Regions from separate parts of the Mus musculus genome. Here region 2 is linked to region 1. Evidence: chromatin contacts called from public Hi-C data. All regions are on one chromosome and are shown on one strand. Each heading gives the region's core, a stretch centred on a gene start, on an enhancer-like site or on the middle of the called end of the contact. The rest is flanking DNA. Distances are from core to core; before and after follow the strand shown. Region 1 overlaps Asap1 (ArfGAP with SH3 domain, ankyrin repeat and PH domain1). Region 2 has its middle 15 kb from the start of Gm46509.

Region 1 (6,505 bases), core at 170-2,669:
GACCCCAGTAACTTTAGATAACAAAGGCGAAGCACAGTATCCTCTGCTGTTTTAATCAGCAGTTTAATTCAGTGTTACCTAGATGCAACATAACATAATGGGATGCAATGTTGTTTTAAGAGGTGGCCTTGAAGAATGAACAGAAAAGCCAGACTGTAGGATTTACCATGGAGAGCATGTGGTGCAATACTTACAAGCAGTATTTTAGATCCCTTATTCCCTCATTACCCTTTTCTCTTCCATTACTGTTTAGCCTTGCAAATGTGTGTTTAAAAAGAAAAAAATCTAAGAAAATAAACCTAGTTCTGTTTAATTGAGCCCATCTCCTGCCTAGCATTCTACACACGTTTCAGTCCACTGAGTGCATCTCACATAAATGCCTCAAGGGTACAAGAACTTGGTTTTATCATTTGCACCTCAGCAGTGAGGAGAGCAGGCCTCTAAAAGGGTAAGTGGGGGTGACTAGCCCAAGAACACACTTAGCTAGATGTGATAAGGTAAGCCTGGGGCACCCTGGACGCTGAGAAAAACCCTTAAAATCCCAGATAAAGGCAGATAAAGTTAGTGTGGACTTTATTCTGGAGGAAGGAATGCCCTCAGACCAGGAGCAAGCACTCCCTGTTTCCCTTACTGCCCGTGCAATGAAGAACAACGTAAAGCCTTAATCCGATGTGTCAGAAATAGCTGATGACAGTGGTCCTTTGCATCTATATTTGTATAATTTTAGTTATTGGAACATTTTGGGAAACATTTTGAAACATTTGGGATATAAGATAATTTCATAAATAATTTGATGACTTCAAAGCCACACCTGTTTCACGTTTAATGTTTTAACAAGGTACTTTGTAAAAAGCTCTGTGGTGCTGTTCTTAAAAGCAGCCAACTCCATGGACTCATGGTAACCTGGGCTTACTGTTTACAGGAAAGGAAATAGCTTGGAAGCTGAATCTATCAATTTTACCATTGCTGAGCTGAAAGCACAAAGATCCAGGTCATCACTGGCAGGAAGCATTTTTAGAGAGGAAGCAGAAAAAGGAATACAGGGAGGGGCCAGGGCAAGATATAGTTCCCAAGTGACTGCTTCCTCCTTCAGGCCCCATCACCTACATCACCGACTCCCAGTAGTGCCATCGTACCGTGTGTCCATCAGGGAGTAATCCATTCATAGTCAAAGCTTTCATGATTCATTTGTACCCGGAAACTCCTCCATGGACACAGAAAAGATGTGCCTTACTAATCTGTATGTTTTCTAACCTGGTCAGGTTGACAGAATTAACAGTCGCACTGAATAATCAGTAAGCTTAGTAAGATGAGTGAGTTCCAGGGGTGCCTTGTTGGTACCCTCTCTTCCTTATTCTCTGCTCCCCAGACCATTTGCACTGGCACTGGCTAATTGAAGGAAATACTGGGACACCGGAGAGGTTAAACAGTCACTCTTACATAATAGTGATGGTCACGTGCGTCTGTGATTCTTCTCTCTGTGTTACAGTATTCTGGAAAGCAGTCTAGCGATAAACTCTTTAAATTTTCTTTTTCCATTGTGTTTTCTTTTAAAGTAGCCAGCATAATAGAATGATGGATATCATTGTGACATTTTCATACATATATATCATGTATTTTCTTTGCATCTCCCTACTACCTCGCTCAGTTCCCCTTCTTCATTGTTCCCCTTTCTGTCCCCAAATGGTCCTTTCTCCTGCTTCCATGTCACATATGTTCTGTTTCCCTCTGTTGCTTCTTTCCTTTTAGAGGGAAAATTTAAATCTAGATTTGATGTATGAAAAAAAAAATAACCACACACTCAGAATTTGTCTTTCCAATGCTGGCTTATTTCACTTAGCATGATGATCTCCAGGTACCCGTTTCAAATAGCTTTAAGATATTTGGTTACTGCCTAGGGTGTGAAAGAGTTAACACTCTAGACAGAAAACCTAAGTTATACCAGGGAATTGCCGATTTAACTGCGGGAGCTGGCTCATTATTTTAATTGGATTTTCCAAAGTGTTGAGCAAGTCAGCAGATTTGCATTAGCGTTGCTTTGAGAGAAATTGTTTCTTTCTGCAGAGAAGGAGAGAGAGCCGAGGAGCAGAGGAGAGAGCCTGTCAGAATTAGCTAGAGATGACAAATGCAAGCAAATCATGTCCTCGTTAATTAACGCAGCCCCGTGTGCGTGTGGGAGGGGCCGTCGGTAGAGCTGGACTGCTTTCCATTCCTAGGTGGGAAAAGGAGAAACTTCTGCCCTTCTCTAGGAGGCAGCGCTCCAAGGCTCCCAGGGCACAGCTGTGAGTCCAGCAGGGGGCTCGCTCGGGTGTGGGCACTGTGGCATGCGCTGCTCCTGTAAACCTGCTGTGGTCATCCCAAGAGCCTCTCCCCTCAGAAGGAGGGGGTGGGTAAAGTCATGCATCAGTAGACAGATGGGCAAGAGGGTGTCTTCCATGGAAATCTATATGAAGGGGTAAAAAGTCAAAACAGGATACATGTGTTCCCTCCCGCACAGAGCAGGCATTGTTGTAAGTCATCTGCAGGTAGGATAGTGATGGGTTGTTTGTATGGTGCATCATCAAGGCAGTTGGTGAGGAATAAGTGGTTGTTTTTTGTAGAAACCTGTATTAATCACAGTTGTATGTTTAAGAAACCTCTAGTGTACTATGAAAGGATAGATTACAGCTTCCTTGTCTAACTTCGTCCAGATTCCAGGAAGGGTATGAAGTATGGACTGGCAGAGGACAGCCCTTTTGTAAGGAACGGTCTTTTGTCAGGAGCACCCGTATATTTAGCGTGAGCAAGTGTCATCCCCGATGGTGTGTTAAAATGCTGCTTGCTTAATAAGATGGAAATATAAATAGTTGTGTGTGTGAGAATGAGTCTTGCTGTGTAGCCCACACTGACCTCTAATTGGCAAGCCTCCTGCCTCAGAGCAGAACTTCTGCTTCTTGTGGACTAGAATTACGTGAAAGCACTTACCCTAATTGGATTTGATTATCACAGAGAGGGAAAGAATTTGCGAGTTGGGAAAGTTGATGCAGAATAATCAGTAGCATTTTAGTAAAGTGCCATCGAAATGATCCATGGTATATTTTTCCTAAAACATCCCTTAAAGGCTAATGCCGGTGACAGCAGGAAGTCTGCTCCCTCCAGTAGTCCTGGATTCTGTGTTGACTACACTGAAATTGCCAGTGGGGACAGCACTTCACAGTTGGACAGAACTTGCTTGGGTTGTCACATTTTTGAAATATTAAGAAAACGAAAATACTGGAAGAGTCTGGAATCCTAAGACTAAAATCATATAATTCACCTGTCACAGAGCAGCACACTGAGATATCTGGAGGGACAGGTGTTCTCTTCATTGAGTTTTCCAAGGGAGAAACCGTCTGTGTTTCAGTCCCCGCCCCCCTCTTCTCTGCTGTCTTCCTGGTGCCTCTCAGGTCGTTCCCTGTCACCTGTCACCAAGGAAAGGACTTTCTCCTGGGAAGGGAGCTGACTAGAGGTAGTAAATTTTTGTAATTTTTTTTTCCTGTGACTTTTTCCTAAGCTTAACCACTGGGGAAAATCCAGATTTCTAAATTTATAACGTATTGTCTGCTGTTTCATATTATTCCCCAAGAATACGTGTGTAGATGACCACAGTGAAATTCTTAATTCTTGGGGTTTTCCATCAGTGCAGAGCCCCAGCCCAGTGTTTAACCACAGTGATGGCCTTGGTTACTCGGTGTGGTTAGAGCATAGACTTGTTCTTCAGAAGAACCTTCACCTTCAGCACGGACCACAGATTTCATAATGCCCCTGGTGTCTAATGCAGCCTCCGCGTCAAGGTAGCAGCAAGCTTCCATTGTTGCTTCATTCACAAGGGTCTGAGATATTGATGAAAGGGGTCATCTAGGATTGGAAGTTGAAATGTGCTTTTAATCTGTGTTTTCCATGTTGTTTTAAGTACTGTTTCTTCTTGAGCAAACAGTACATTGCTTATTTTTAAAGAATGTTTGAGTATGCATGTGAAAATTGTGCATGTTTGCATATGCGTACCTGTGCAACCTCAGCTGTTGTTCTCAAACGCCGCTGTCTTGTTTGTTGAGGCTGGACAGATCTCATTAGCAGAGGGCTCACCAAGTAGGCTCAATGGGCGGTCACAGAGCCCCAAGGAATCTCCTGTCCCTATCTCCCAGCATTAGAGTTACATGTCTGGGCCACCAGATAGATCTGCCCTTTTTTGACATGGGTTCTGTCATCTAACTAAGGACCTCATGCCTGCAAGGTAAGCATTTGCCAACTGAACTCTCTCTAGCCCTTTAAATAATAATAACAGCAACAGCAATGAAGAAAGCCTCCTTTCCTCCTGTATTCCCTCCACCCCCATGTCCTTCAGAGCACTGTGGACACCAGCAGATTACTGGGTTCTTCTCTAGGAATAATGTACACATACAACCTTTTCCCCATCTTTTTAGAGGTCAATCTTGTCCTCTGTAAGTACTTTTTATTCCCCCCCCCCATATACCACATAAATAAGGAAGAGTCTCATAAGTGCTACAGTTTCCCAAGCCAGGTGCCCATTGTTGGGCACGCTGTTTCCATCAGTATGAACAGCCCAGCTACTCTGGAATGCCCAGGCTGTTAAACAGTGTAGATCATACATTCAAGGCCAGCATGGAGACTCTGAGCTCAACCATGGTGCTCTTATAATTATGGAGCTGCCTCCTTACTTCCCTTAAGACTTAGAGGAAAGGTTTGCAATTATACTCAGTTTCTTTTAAAATAAAATTCTACATTAGAAGCAGTGGCGGTTTTATAGAAACAGTCTGTGGTAAGAACTTCTGGAGTGTTTTATCAAGCCTAAACTAACTTTATTGCAATAAATAATTTGTTACCTATAGTATTTCTTCTAGAGAACAGATGTTTGTATCCATAATACAAGCAAAATTTGTCAGAATTGCTGCTTCAGTCTAGTCCCACTTGAGAGAATTTGTTTTCACAGACTTAATAACTGGATGAATTATCACACTGTCTCTTAAGAGCCTTGGGGCAGAGGATCCTGGAGACTTAGACTGTCAGAATAAAATTGAGCGCTAAGAGCAAAATATCTCCAGCTTAGCGTCTAGAGCAGAGGGCTGATTTCTGTGGGTCTTCATTTTCTTCTGTCATGACCAGGCATTCTCAAGCTTTTTATTTTTGAGGACCATAATTATAAATTCTAAGTGGAACCTTAATAAGAGAGGATGCACCTGATCTTACTGCAATTCGATATGCCAGGAATCCTTGATATTCATGGGAGGCCTGACCTTTTCTGAAGAGTGGATGGTGAAGAGAGGGAGCAGGGACTGACTGGGAGGAAAGGAGGGAGGAGAAAGTATGAGATGATAGACAGATAGACAGACAGATAGAAAGATGGTAGATAGATAGATAGATTGATTGATTTTAAAATATATACATAAACTCTAAGTGGCCTTTTTGCCCTACTTTCCAAAACCATTACTGATTCTCATAGACATTCAGCATTTAGCAATCTGGACTGCTTGCTTAAGCTGAATTCTGTGTTACACAGATAGAATTGCCTTGGCAGGGATCCTACGCCCTCTGGTGGTATATACTAGAAAACCTTCCTCAGATGTTAAGCCAGTGGAAGTTTAGCAAAGAGCATGACAGAGCTGCTGAGAAAACCCAAGGTGCGAGTAACAGGGACGCACTGGGAGAAGGCAGAAGCCAAAAGGCATGACTTCTCTTCTCTTCCCCTTTGCTCCCTCAGTTCTGGATTCATAACTGGCATTTTAAAAATACGTGGGTTTTCAGCACTCACGAGAGTTTGTAAGCTGGCACAGAACGTGTGTGTTGGCTCGTTCCATCCTCACCTGCTTGCTGGCAGGAGCATGCAGCCCCTCCACTCTGTCAGCACCAGGCCATTGAGCAACAGTGGATGTCCTCATGTCATTCTCTCTTGCTGGCTGTCGACTGCCAGTGTAGAAAGAAGCCCCACTTGGAGCAATAGTGGGCTGCTCATCTCTGCCTGCCTGCCTGCACAGCATGTGGCTCATTCTCTCTTCGGTGAAGAGTGGATGGATAGATGGACAGGCTGACAGGTAGACATACATGCATGGGAGAAAAATGTTCTTAAGGAGGAGACCCCAGACCTACTATGCTTCGGTTCTGCAGAGCCATGCCAGCTCAGATTTCCCTGGGAATTCCCAGCATCTTGCCGACTGTATTTTAAACCATCCTTTGGCTCCTCTGCAGCTTGCCTCCAGCTGGGCAGCAGCTCAGCCTCTTTCTCCGTTAGGTCTGTACTGTGTCAAAGTGCAGTCTGCCTCTGCAGAGCAAGAGAAAACCTGCTACTCAACCGTCAAAGACTTGTCTTAGCTGAGTCTTGTGGCTCATGCCTAGGAACCTGTAATCCAAGGCATGGGTTACACAACCAGACCTGTCAATAAATAATAATAATAATAATAATAATAATAATAATAACTGAGGCTGCAGCTGTAAGCAGACAGCCAAGGCCATCAGTGAGCATCTAATCTCA
Region 2 (6,007 bases), core at 945-3,444, 340 kb before region 1:
CATACATCTATCCACTATATAGAGAACAGAGTGGGGAAGAAAAATGAAAAGGACGCTGATTTTAATAGAAATTTTGTTCAAAGGACAGAGAGCTTTTCTTTTCTATTTTTTTTTTAAATAGATTCTTCGTATCTACAATATTTCCCAGCCACAGTTTCCCCTCCATCCACTCTTCCTTGCTTCCTTCCGTCTCACCTCTCTGCCACATCTGTTCCCACCCTATTTCCTCTGCAGAAAAGAGCAGGTTTCCAAGAGACAACAACAAAACAGGACAAAACAAAATACAGTAAGACAACGCAAAAGCCTTCATATTGAGGCTGGACAAGGCAACTCAAGTGGGAGAAAAAGAGTCCAAAGAGCAGGATAAAGAGTCAGCAAAACACCTGCTCCCACTTTTAGGACTCACACAAAAACACCAAGCTAACAGTCGTAACATATACACAGAGTACCTGGTACAGACCCATGCAGGCCCAAGGAATGCTGCTTCAGTCTCTGTGAGCCCATATGAGCCCTGCTTAGTTGATTCAGTGGCCCATGTTTTCCTGGTGTCCTCTATCCCTCTGACTCCTGCAATCAATCACAGACCATATTAGCATTGGTTGTCTACACCAGACACCTTCAATAAATCCTTTCACCCAATGCGTTCAGCAAGGCTACACTATGGGCTATGAACTCTACATCACTAAACTGAGCACATACAGTGACTACCATATCTGACCGCCTGATCCTCTAAAGTGAGATCTTCAGCTGGAATGTTAAATGTGTGCTTCTGCGGGATAGAGAAAGGCACATCCAGATTTATTACCCTAGAATGCGAAGGTCATAAATGAGCCTCCAGAAAGACTCACCACTAAATCTCTTTGGCCCAAGACGCTTTGTCTCATCTGCCAGTCATGTCAATAATTCATCTTTTAACCAACTGGGCCAGTTTTGCCCCACCCAAAATTCTTGAATTCTTCAACATTCATAAAAATATTCATAGACAATTTCCCTCAGCCTGGGACTTAACACAATCTAAACCATTTTCATGGGGGAAACTATACTCTAGGACATATATGATATTCTAGAGTGCTCTGTACTTGGCAGAAATAACAGAGCTAACATGTCCATACCTTAGACAATAACTCCAGAGTAAATTAGAGAGCAGCACCCTCACATTATCTTTTCATATTAAATTTAGAATTCTCATGATGTTTATAAAACCTGACTCATTTTGTAATCTCAAAGTATGGCCTTGATTTTTTTCATAGTATTGATCTGAGGATATATCACACATGGTAGCAAGTCCTTCCTTGAAGCGTGACCTGTGCAGCATATCTCCATGTCTGCCTCAGAAATATAGTAAGAACATTTGTCACACCAGAACCTTCTAATGGGTGCATAGTATGCCATTGTCCTTGGTGATCCTAACTAATAGATTTTGATATTATAAGCAATGAATGATACCATGAATTCACTAGTATATTTTATCTCTGCATCCCTCCATGGTTTTTAAGGGTAAATTCTGAAAAGTGGGATTCTAGGTCAATGTATTTAGATATAAAGGCCTTTGATACACAGTGACTAAACCATCCACCATTAAGGTGGGGATGGTGTATACTCTGCAGTGGGAATTGAGCCTATCTGTCTCTCATAGACCCACCACCCTGGATTATTATGACTCCTTTACTTCATTGTTATTCTAATGGGAAAATAAAAGCATTCCCCATGTTTTTAAATACTGTGAGTGAGTATTTTATACATGCTGTTTGGTGGGTTTTAATTCCTTCTCTCCTGATGATTACACACATTCTTCACGTTCTGACGGAGGTTTGTTTTTTTTTTTCCTCCCCCTTATTGATTAGAAAGATTTCTTAAATATACCTGTCCACTCTTGCTGTCATACTCTGCCATTTTTCTAACCAGTCTTTGCCTTTTCTCTCCATCTAGTTTATCATGGCTTTGACATGTGGGTTTTTATCAACTATTAGAGCCAAATTAGTCACTCTTTTCACATTGGACTCAGGCCTTGTCATTACATTTACAGAGCTTGATTTATTTCCTAGTGTCGAGGCAGGGTCATGATTTTTCTTCCTATCAAGTTTAGCCTACTTCCCTTCAACCACAATGACAAGCATTCTGCACCCTTAGAGTCTTCATTACCTCACCCAGAGTTTTAGCTCTTCCTCTTGGCCCTGAGTCAGATGCAAATGTGAGCGGCACTATTCATGCGGCTTCATTTAAGTCATCCATCACCCCTTTTATATTTCTCTAATGATGTTCATTAGGCTTGTCTGAAATGTGGAGCCAAATGGAGCCTTCTCCACCAGCACCACTGCAGCCAAGAGGCCCGGGGATTATGGGAGAAATAGACTCTGCCAACTGGATGCCAGGCTTGATCTAACAAGACTGTTTAGACCAGTGTTTTTCCAGAAACTGCCACGCTAAGGACCTTCACTTAGTGGTCAAAATAATTTATTTGCCAACCAAATTCATCATGAAATGATAAAGAGAATAAATATACAGAAAATGACAATGGGTTTGACCATACATAGGCTAGCAATACCAACTGCACAGATCCTTAGATTCTCGATTAATTTTCTTGAACTTTTGAACTCACATTAGAAACAGTCTGGCCTCTACCTTTCCACCTTCACCAATGTAAACAAAATGTCCCACTCCCCTTTTTGCATCCTGTAAGCTAATTGCAGTATTATGACAGAGACTACCTATATGCCAGTTTATTTATTTAGAAAGTATTTTGCAAACTAATACTCTTATTTCCCTTTGCATGCTAGGAAGCAAAGCCATATAACTCAAGCTCTCAGTCCAAACTTGTAGAGCTTGAAATTATTAAAAGCTGGATTTGAACTCATACCTGTCTGTGTCCAAATCCCAAACAGGTTGTCTCCCCAACTGGTGGCTAATCCCACTGTATTCTTTGATAGCTGACAGAAATAGAAAGATATTTCTAAAGATGACTCCAAGGGCACTTGCTGGGGGATTTTGAATGATAGCTTTTGTTTCCATTTTTACATCTTTTCCTCATGAATACCCACAATCTGTCCTTCCTAGGGATCAATTTTCTTAGGACCATACTCTCCTGTTTCTTCTCCTCGGGTCCATATGTACCTCTTCACATAAGAGATGGGAGAACTGCACCTTCCTATGAACCTTGTCTACTCCAATCTTGCTTATCTCCATCATTTCCTGAGTTTGTGGTTTTACTTGATGAGTCTGAATATAGGTGGACAAACTCACAGCTGACTCTGTCTCTCCTGGCAGGGAACTGACCTTTGCCTTTCTCTGAGCCATCCATCATTCAGTGACATCACTGTGTTTCCTGTGAGCTAGTATTTAGTCTTATATATTGCAGTGGCTTGAAAGGGGATGATCCACATAAGTTCATAGTCTAGAACTCTTGGTCTCCAGTTGATGGAACTATTTGGGAAGGATTAGGGTGTGACCTTTACAGATAAGGTGTATCACTGAGGTGGGAGAACTTGAAGTTTTAAAAGCCCATACCATTCCCAGTTAGTTCTTTCTGCCTCTACTTGTAGATCAAGATAGAAGTTCTCAGCTACTGCATCAGCATCATGCCTGCCTACCTGCTTCTATAATCCCTACTATGATGGTCACAGACTCACCATCTGAACCATATGATCATAAACTCACTCTTTCTTCTGTAAGTTTTTTTGCTCATTTCATGGTGTCTTATCAGAGTAATATAAGGGTAACAAGACATACACTACACTGTAGAACAGCCAGAAAAGCATCATGAGCCTGGCTATACTGAGCTGACCTTTCTGAAGTTCTAACTCTTCCCCCAGCTTATTGCAAATGCTTAGCTTTCTCTGGAAAATCCAGTTCTGAGGATAAATCCTATGGAAAGATTCAAAGCCAAGCAAATGGTTTTTCTGAAGATTAGCAGCAGCTCCAGGTACCAAGAGTAGTGTCGTTATGTCCTATGTTCTGTGTAGTTTGCTTAAATGTTCAACTCAGCTTCTTTCTGAGAGACAGAATAATATGAATCCTTATGTAACCTGAAGCAAGAGCTAGGAAAATGGCCTAGTTGTTTCAATTGCAGAGGACTGAGCCCTGTTCCCAGCATTCACATAGCACATCACAACCACCTGTAATTACAACTCAAGGGGACCTGACACCCTTTCTACGGGCACCAGGCACACATAGTACACTTACATGCAGCTGAAACAGTCAAACTCATAAAAGTGAATGAATCATTATAAATGAATTAACACCCTGAATCTCAAATCCAATAGCAAAAGTTTCTTGAAGCAAATTATAAAACACACCTAAACTATGTCTAAGATGTAGAAAGTAATTAAAAATCATTTCACTCATTCTAACAAACACTGATCCCCTGCCCTAAAGCATAGCACAATACCAAAGTTTATATTAATAAAATATTTGAAGATCTCTTCACTGAAAATTAAAAAAAAAATGAGTTTATGAAATTCATAGAAAAATGGATGTACCTGGAGTATATCATCCTGAGTGAGGTAACCCAATCACAAAAGAACACATATGGCATGCACTCACTGATAAGTGGATATTAGCCCAGAAGCTCAGAATATCTAAGATTGAATTAACAAACCACATGAAACTCAAGAAGAAGGAAGACTATAGTGTGGATACTTCTATCCATCTTAAAAGTGGGGAACAAAACACCCATGGGAGGAGTTACAGAGACAAAGTGTGGAGTAGAGACTAAAGAAATAACCATCCAGAAACCTGGGGATCCATCCCATTTACAATCACCAAACCCAGACACTGTTGTGGATACCAACAAGTGCTTGCTGACAGGAGCCTGATAAAGCTCTCTCCTGAGAGACTCTGCCAGTGCATCACAAATAATGAGGTGGATGCTCACAGCCATCCATTGGACTGAGTACAGAGTCCCCAATAAAGGAGCTAGAGAAAGGATCCAAGGAGCTGAAGGGGTTTGCAGCTCCATAGGAGGAACAACAATATGAACTAGCCAGTACCCCTAGAGCTCCCAGGGACCAAACCACCAACCAAAGAGCACACATGGTGGGACTCATGGCTCCAACTGCATATGCAGCAGAGGATGGCCTAGTAGGACATCAATGGGAGGAGAGGCCCTTTGTCATATGACGGCTCTATGCCCCATTGTGGGGGAATGCCAAGAAATGGGAGTGGGTGGGCTGGTGAGCAGGGGGAAGAGAATAGGGGAGGGTGTTTTTCGGAGGGAAAACCAGGAAAGGGGATAACATTTGAAAATGTAAATAAAGAAAATATCTAATAAAAATGCTGTAAAAGAAATTACAGAAATGAAAAAGCAAATATATCCTGTTAACACTATCATTAAAATTACTAACATTATAGATGTAAATTCTACCTAAATTGACCTGTAGAATAAGTGAATTTCTAATCAATCTCAAAAGACTTTTGAAAAACATTAATAGACTGATTCTGAAAGGTGTACAGAAACGGGAAGAATCAAAAATCGTCATTCTCAAGAGCAAGAAAGGAGAGCTCGCAGTATTATACTTCAATACTTGCTATGACTGCCCAATAACAAGATCAAGGTTAATCATGTGAAAGTTGTTTGTCTAGGAATAGTCATCATGTAGGCATCTGTCCCCTTGCTTTGTGACAAAGGCATTAATATGAACAAAGAAGAAAAGGGCATAATTTTCAATAATTCAACAATTGAATATATGCCTGCAAAAGCTTGACCTCAGTTTTGTGCATATATTAATCAAGATGAGGCAGAGGACTGCAAGTGAGAGCTAAGATAGACAGCTTCTTGAAGGAAACACAGTAAAAGTCCTTCTTAAACTTTAAGTAGGCAAAGCTGACTGCAAAGTGACAAAATCCTGAGTTATATTTTGGTGGATGGGATTATCAAAATTAAAATCCATTTATCCAAAGACATTATCAAAGAAAAGACTAAATTGCAACCCATTAATTATTTTAAAATATCTGGGATACATTGTTCTGGAAACAAAAAGACGTGTATCTAGAAAATAAAAACTACTCCAGT

The links. A called contact is a pair of places that touch in the nucleus more often than the background predicts.
Region 2: a Hi-C map of bone marrow-derived macrophages shows a contact between it and region 1, with 17 read pairs. The contact joins two enhancer-like sites. A contact is called at or near these places in 3 of 39 promoter capture datasets (the 3T3-L1 cell line, the C10 cell line and liver), 2 of 15 datasets of contacts at CTCF or cohesin (the NIH/3T3 cell line and pro-B cells), 43 of 484 Hi-C or Micro-C datasets (the 3T3-L1 cell line, 3T3-L1-derived adipocytes, the AML12 cell line and 29 more) and 6 of 115 datasets of contacts at active chromatin or transcription factors (the NIH/3T3 cell line, astrocytes, bone marrow-derived dendritic cells and 2 more).

The regions. Positions count from the first base shown.
Region 1 is chr15:64,173,760-64,180,264 of GRCm38.p6, reverse strand. The region is part of intron 5 of Asap1 (ArfGAP with SH3 domain, ankyrin repeat and PH domain1); the gene reads left to right. Among named protein-coding and RNA genes, the nearest start is that of Gm20717, 79 kb to the right of the region's middle. Within about 2 kb of position 1,419, at least 30 of the 459 cell types and tissues checked have an H3K27ac peak or open chromatin away from gene starts, as enhancers often do. A contact at or near this core is called in bone marrow-derived macrophages, where this site is marked.
Region 2 is chr15:64,515,573-64,521,579 of GRCm38.p6, reverse strand. No RefSeq gene overlaps it. Among named protein-coding and RNA genes, the nearest start is that of Gm46509, 15 kb to the right of the region's middle. Within about 2 kb of position 2,194, at least 29 of the 459 cell types and tissues checked have an H3K27ac peak or open chromatin away from gene starts, as enhancers often do. A contact at or near this core is called in bone marrow-derived macrophages, where this site is marked.